2 separate regions of the Sus scrofa genome follow, and region 1 is linked to region 2. The links are chromatin contacts, called in public HiChIP or PLAC-seq maps. All regions are on one chromosome and are shown on one strand. Each heading gives the region's core, a stretch centred on a gene start, on an enhancer-like site or on the middle of the called end of the contact. The rest is flanking DNA. Distances are from core to core; before and after follow the strand shown.

Evidence for each region. HiChIP or PLAC-seq counts read pairs in DNA pulled down with a chosen protein or histone mark.
Region 1: a contact with region 2 is called in an H3K27ac HiChIP or PLAC-seq map of alveolar macrophages. The contact joins two enhancer-like sites. A contact is called at or near these places in 2 of 5 promoter capture datasets (both in liver), 15 of 47 Hi-C or Micro-C datasets (adipocytes, alveolar macrophages, brain and 10 more) and 2 of 2 datasets of contacts at active chromatin or transcription factors (alveolar macrophages and skeletal muscle).

What each region holds. Positions count from the first base shown.
Region 1 is chr3:16,509,761-16,512,544 of Sscrofa11.1, reverse strand. It overlaps a transcript of TPST1 not described here. Among named protein-coding and RNA genes, the nearest start is that of TPST1, 23 kb to the right of the region's middle. Within about 2 kb of position 1,379, at least 3 of the 83 cell types and tissues checked have an H3K27ac peak or open chromatin away from gene starts, as enhancers often do. A contact at or near this core is called in alveolar macrophages, where this site is marked.
Region 2 is chr3:16,414,170-16,417,019 of Sscrofa11.1, reverse strand. All of the region lies in intron 2 of TPST1 (tyrosylprotein sulfotransferase 1), which reads left to right. Among named protein-coding and RNA genes, the nearest start is that of KCTD7, 22 kb to the right of the region's middle. Within about 2 kb of position 1,404, at least 3 of the 83 cell types and tissues checked have an H3K27ac peak or open chromatin away from gene starts, as enhancers often do. A contact at or near this core is called in alveolar macrophages, where this site is marked.

The sequences.
Region 1 (2,784 bases), core at 130-2,629, 96 kb before region 2:
TTTAATTTAGAGAAGTAAAGGAAGTAGGGAATATGCAATAAAGTTATCTACCTTTGTGAATTATATTGGTGAGGGCGAGGGGAAAATTTTGTAATAGGAAAAACTTGTAGTTGCTCATATATTGATGTCATGTTTTATAATTCCTCAGAACTAAGACATAAAATGTAGAGTTATTTGCTTTTTTCTCTCTCCCTCCCTCTCCTTCTTTCTTTCTTTTCTTTCTTCTTTTATTTTTGGGGATGGCGGCGGGCTGCCCTGCCACATATGGATTCCTGGGCCAGGGATCCGAGTGGTAGTTGTGATCTACACCAGAGCTGTGGCAACACCAGATCCTTTAGCCCACTGTGCTGGGCCAGGGATCGAATCTGTGTCCTAATGCTACAGAGACGCTGCTGATCCTGTTGTACCACAGTGGGAATTCCTGTTTGGTTTTTTTGTTTGTTTTTTTAGTTTTCTTAGGATTTTGTCAGCTCTTAGTAGAATTTGTGGGTGACTGGTCTTTACTTTCAGCATTTGAAAAATATGATTTCAGATGAGAAATCTTCTGTTATTGGGTTCATGCTCCCCTATAGCAAATGTATCCTTTCTCTCTTGCTGCATTAAAGGCTTCTTCTTTGCTTTCAGTTTTCAGTTTAATTATGGTGCCTCAGCATGAATTTCTTTGGGTGTATCCTTCTCTTGCTTCCTAAAACATAGGTTAATGTCATTTGCCAAATTTGGGATGTTTTCAGCTATTTCTTAGAGTAATTTTTTAGCCCCACTCTTTCTTTCTGTGACTGATGATACAAATGGTAGATCTTTTGGAGTTCCCATTGTGGTCCATTGGGTTAAGGACCTGACATCTCTGTGAGGATATGGGTTTGATCTCTAGCCTTGATCAGTGGTTTAAGGATCTATTGTGGCTGTGACTGTGAGGTAGGCCCCAGCTCCAGCTCTGATTTGACCCCTGGCCCAGGAACTACCATATGTTGTAGCTGCGGCCTTAAAAAAAGAGAAAACCGGGAGTTCCCATTGTGGCTCAGTGGTTAACCAATCTGACTAGGAACCATGAGGTTGTGGGTTCGATCCCTGGCCTTGCTCAGTGGGTTAAGGATCCGGCGTTGCTGTGAGCTATGGTGTAGGTTGTAGATGCAGCTTGGATCTGGCGTCGCTGTGGCTATGGTGTAGGCCAGCGGCTATAGCTCTGATTAGACCCCTAGCCTGGGAACCTCCATATGCCGAGGGAGCAGCCCTAGAGAAGGCAAAAAGACAAAAAAAAGAAAACAAAACAAAAAAAATACCAAACAAAAAGGCAGGTCCTTTGTTATTGTCCTCCATGGCAGGAGGCCTTCTTCCTCTTCTTCTCATTTCTCTTCCTTCTCCTTTTTTTTTTGCTTTTTAGGGCTGTACTCTTGGTGTATGGAGGGTCACAGTCTAGGGGTCGAATCAGAGCTGCAGCTGACTTGCACCACAGCCACAGCAACGCAAGATCCAAGCCGCATCTGTGACCTACAGCACAGCTCATGACAATGCCAGATCCTTAACCCACTGAGCAAGGCCAAGGATCAAACCCAAGTCCTTATGGATAGTTAGTTGGGTTGGTTACTGCTGAGCCCCGACGGGAACTCCATTCCTCCTCTTCTTCCTTTTTTCTTTTGAACTATTTTTTTCTCTGTTGTTCAGGTTGGGCAATTCCTATTGCAATTCAAGTTGCAATAGGAAGAATATGAATTCTGTCATATTCTTTTTATTTTCCTTTTTTAAAATTATGGTTGATTTACAGTGTTTCTTCAATTTCTGTCATTCTGCTGTTGAGCCCATCCAGTGAGCTTTTGTTTTTCTATTGTATTTTTCAGTTCTCTAACTTCTATCTTTTTTTTCCTGTATCTTCTTTTTCTTTGGTAAGGTTTGCTATTTTGTCATTTGTTTCAGGAGTATATCTTACTGCTCATTAAAGCATGATGGCTGCTTTAAAATTCTTGTCAGATAATTCCAACATCTGATTCATCTTGGTGTTAATCGTCTTTATTTATTCAAGTTGTGATTTTCCTGGTTCTTGGTATGGTGAATGACTTTTGATTGTATCCTGCACATTTTTGATGCTTTGTTAGGAGATCCTGGATCCTATTTAGGTCTTTTATTTTGTAGGGGGAGATGAGGAGTTACAAACTTCCAGTTATAAAATCAATCATGTAGGTATAATGTACAGCATAGGAAATAATAGTATTTTAATAACTTTGTATGGTGATAGCTGATAACTTATGGTAGTGATCATTTTGTCCTTTTGTCTTTTTGTCTTTTTTGTTGTTGTTGTTGTTGCTATTTCTTGGGCTGCTCCCGAGGCATATGGAGGTTCCCAGGCTAGGGGTTGAATCGGAGCTGTAGCCACCGGCCTACGCCAGAGCCACAGCAACGCGGGATCCGAGCCGCGTCTGCAACCTACACCACAGCTCACGGCAACGCCGGATCGTTAACCCACTGAGCAAGGGCAGGGACCGAACCCGCAACCTCATGGTTCCTAGTCGGACTCGTTAACCACTGCGCCACGACGGGAACTCCCTTTTTTTTTTTTTTTGTCCTTTTGTCTTTTTGTCTTCATTTTGTAATGTATAAAAATATTAAATCACTGCGTTGTACACCTAAAATTAATATCACGTTGTAGGGAGTTCCCGTTGTGGCGCAGTGAGTGGTTAACGAATCCAACTAGGAACCATGGGGTTGCGGGTTCGGTCCCTGCCCTTGCTCAGTGGGTTAACGATCCGGTGTTGCCGAGAGCTGTGGTGTAGGTTGCAGACGCGGCTCGGA
Region 2 (2,850 bases), core at 155-2,654:
GCAGTTAGGATGACCCTTTTAAAATGGAAGTTCGATCACGGTACAGCTAAAATTATGGGAAGTACAAATTGGTAGCTTCCCATCTCACTGCACTGGGTGGATTACTTAATTTCTCTGTGCCTCAGTTGCTTCATCTGTAAAAAGAGAAGACCTTCCTCAGGGGATGGTGGGACTTCATAAGTACGCATATGAAACCCGTACTCAGCACTAACCTGAGGCATAGAAAATGATTACGTACAGCGGCTGCTCTTATGGTTTTGATTTCCAGTGCACCCTCCAAATCAGAAGCCTACTTTTGTTTCCTTCTTGTTCCTTCAGTGCTTGAGTTGGGAGGGTTCCATAGGACGTTTGTGAATATCTCGCCCATTTCTGTCAAGCAAAATCCTCAGTTCATTAGAACCAGAGACTAGTATGTCCAGAAATACTGTTCCTTTAACCAGAGGAAATTCCATTCCTAAGTTTGCTGTTTTTATAAGTGAGGCCATCCTTGGTTTCCTGCACTAAGTAGAAATTGTTTTGTCAGTAGAATTTTTGTCAGTACCATAGTTTCTAACTTTTGAAGCATTTGTTCCCTAAAGGATAATGAAAGGAAACAGCTTCCCACTTATTTTTTGAATGTGCCTTTTGTCTCATGTCTTATCCTGACCCCTTTTTGTTTTTTTATTAAATTTGTGACATTACACATTTAAGGTTTTTTTTCCCCCTTCATATAAGCCTTACCTTTCTGGAACTGTCAATACCTCAAAGACACTTAAAATAGTTAATCTTCCCACTTAGAGTTTCTTTATGCCTTGTTGGTATTTACAACAAGCCAAAAAGAGATCGGAAAATTTAGCCATAAGATTTGCTAACAGTAATGAAGTGCAAAGAGCATGGTATAACGAGAGAGCCTGAGCCTCACTCTGCCACTAAGTGACTGTGTGACCCCCTGGGCTTACGTTGAACCTTCTGCTTGAATTCCAGCAGAAGAGGCTAGCTAAGAGAGAGGAGGTGCAGTTTCTGAGAGGAAGTGAGGAATGTAAGAAAAACTGCTCGGGGACCAAACCCACCAACAAGGGAAGAGGTACTGGGGCAAACAAACTCGTGCTGGTTCAGTGGAATAGCCAGGGCCCAGGACCCGAGGCCTGAGCATCTTATGCCCCAGGGGCTTGAAGGGTGGGGATTGGGACTCAGCTCTCAGAATAGAGGAAGGAAGAAGACAGTTGAGAATCAGGTTAAAAAGAAAAAAAGATGTTCCACTGGCCTGAGCCCTTGCTTGGGATAAAGTGTCTTCTGGCTTCACAGATAGTACAGACAAGAAGTGAGGGTTAACATGGTATCCAGACACTTCATATGTCCCCAAGCCGGACCCATAATACAACGTTACATGTCAATTATATTTCAGTAGAAATTGGGGAAGCTGGAATGATTTCTAGACTGTGGTGGTGGTAAAACAAACAGGAGTCTTACATGCAGTTTCTTCAGGGGACAGCAAGGCCAGCCCTACAGTGACCTGGGACTATTTGAGGGTAGGAAGGAGATGGTGGCAGCTTTGGAGACACTCTTAGCAGCTGCATTGTTGTTACCCTGCACCCACTTCAGCTTCCAGTGTGATGCATCTCTAAAGAACTATCCTATCCTCAAGTCTGCTATCTCTGCTTTAATTCAGGCTACAGTCTTAGCACAGACCCCAGAAAATAGACCAGGTTAAAAGAAATGGCAGAGAAAGAAACAGGAAAAAAGGACATTCATTCTCTGAATCTCAGAAGGAATATTGCTATCTTTAGAAGTGGATCAGTCATCTTATAACCAAGTAAAACTCTTTTAGGTTTGTAGGTTTAGTGTTCACAAGGTAGAACATTTCTTTGGGCTCTGAGGGGCTACCCAGTGACTCTCTTCCCAATAACAATCCATAGTTTCTTACTGCAGTTCCTTTTTTTCCGCCTTTTTTAGGGTCACACCCTTGGCACATGGAAGTTCCCAGGCTAGGGGTCAAATCAGAGCTGCAGCTGCCAGCCTACACCACAGCCACAGCAACTTGGGATCCGAGCCACGTCTGCCACCTACACCACAGCTCATGGCAACACCAGGCCCTTAACCCACGGAACGAGGCCGGGGATTGAACCCTCATGGATACTAGTTACCCCTGAGCCGCAATGGGAACTTCCTTAACGCAGTTTCTGAGCCCAGCAGTTATCAAACTGTTACTGATGGAGGCTTTCTTCGCTCTTGATTGACACGAATATTCCCAGCTTTTTTTTTACTGTTGTAGACAGCGTTGAAACAAACATCTTTGTACTTAAAGTGTGTGTGTGTGAGTGAAAGAGAGAGTGAGAGCAAGAGAGAGTAAGCCCAGAAAATTCTTAAGCTACTGGCTTCATTTGTTCAATTTTGTTATTGAAGTATAACATACATACAGAAAAGCATACAAATCATAGCTCAATAAATAATTACAAATGAACACACCTTTGACACCCATATCAAGACAGAAAATTACCAGCATCCTGGAAGCTTCTCTCATCCCCTTTCCCAATCACTGCCACCCCTTCCTCCCCAGAATGAACAGTGTCCTGATTTCTAACATCGTGGAGTTGTTTTGCCTATTTTTGAGCTTTGTAATCTTTAAATGGAGACATGTTATACATTACTATTGGAGATCTTGCTTTCCCCCCATGTCATTGTGTGTTGGGATTCACCTTTGTTGTTGGTATAGTAGTAGTTCACTTTTTAAATTACAGTATGGTATATCATTATAAACATAAACCACACTCACGTACTCTGATGGCACTGCCCTGTGTGCCACTGTCATCATAAAACTATCATCTGTGAATGAGGGTCTGTTTCTGGACTCCTCATTTTGTTTCATTGTCA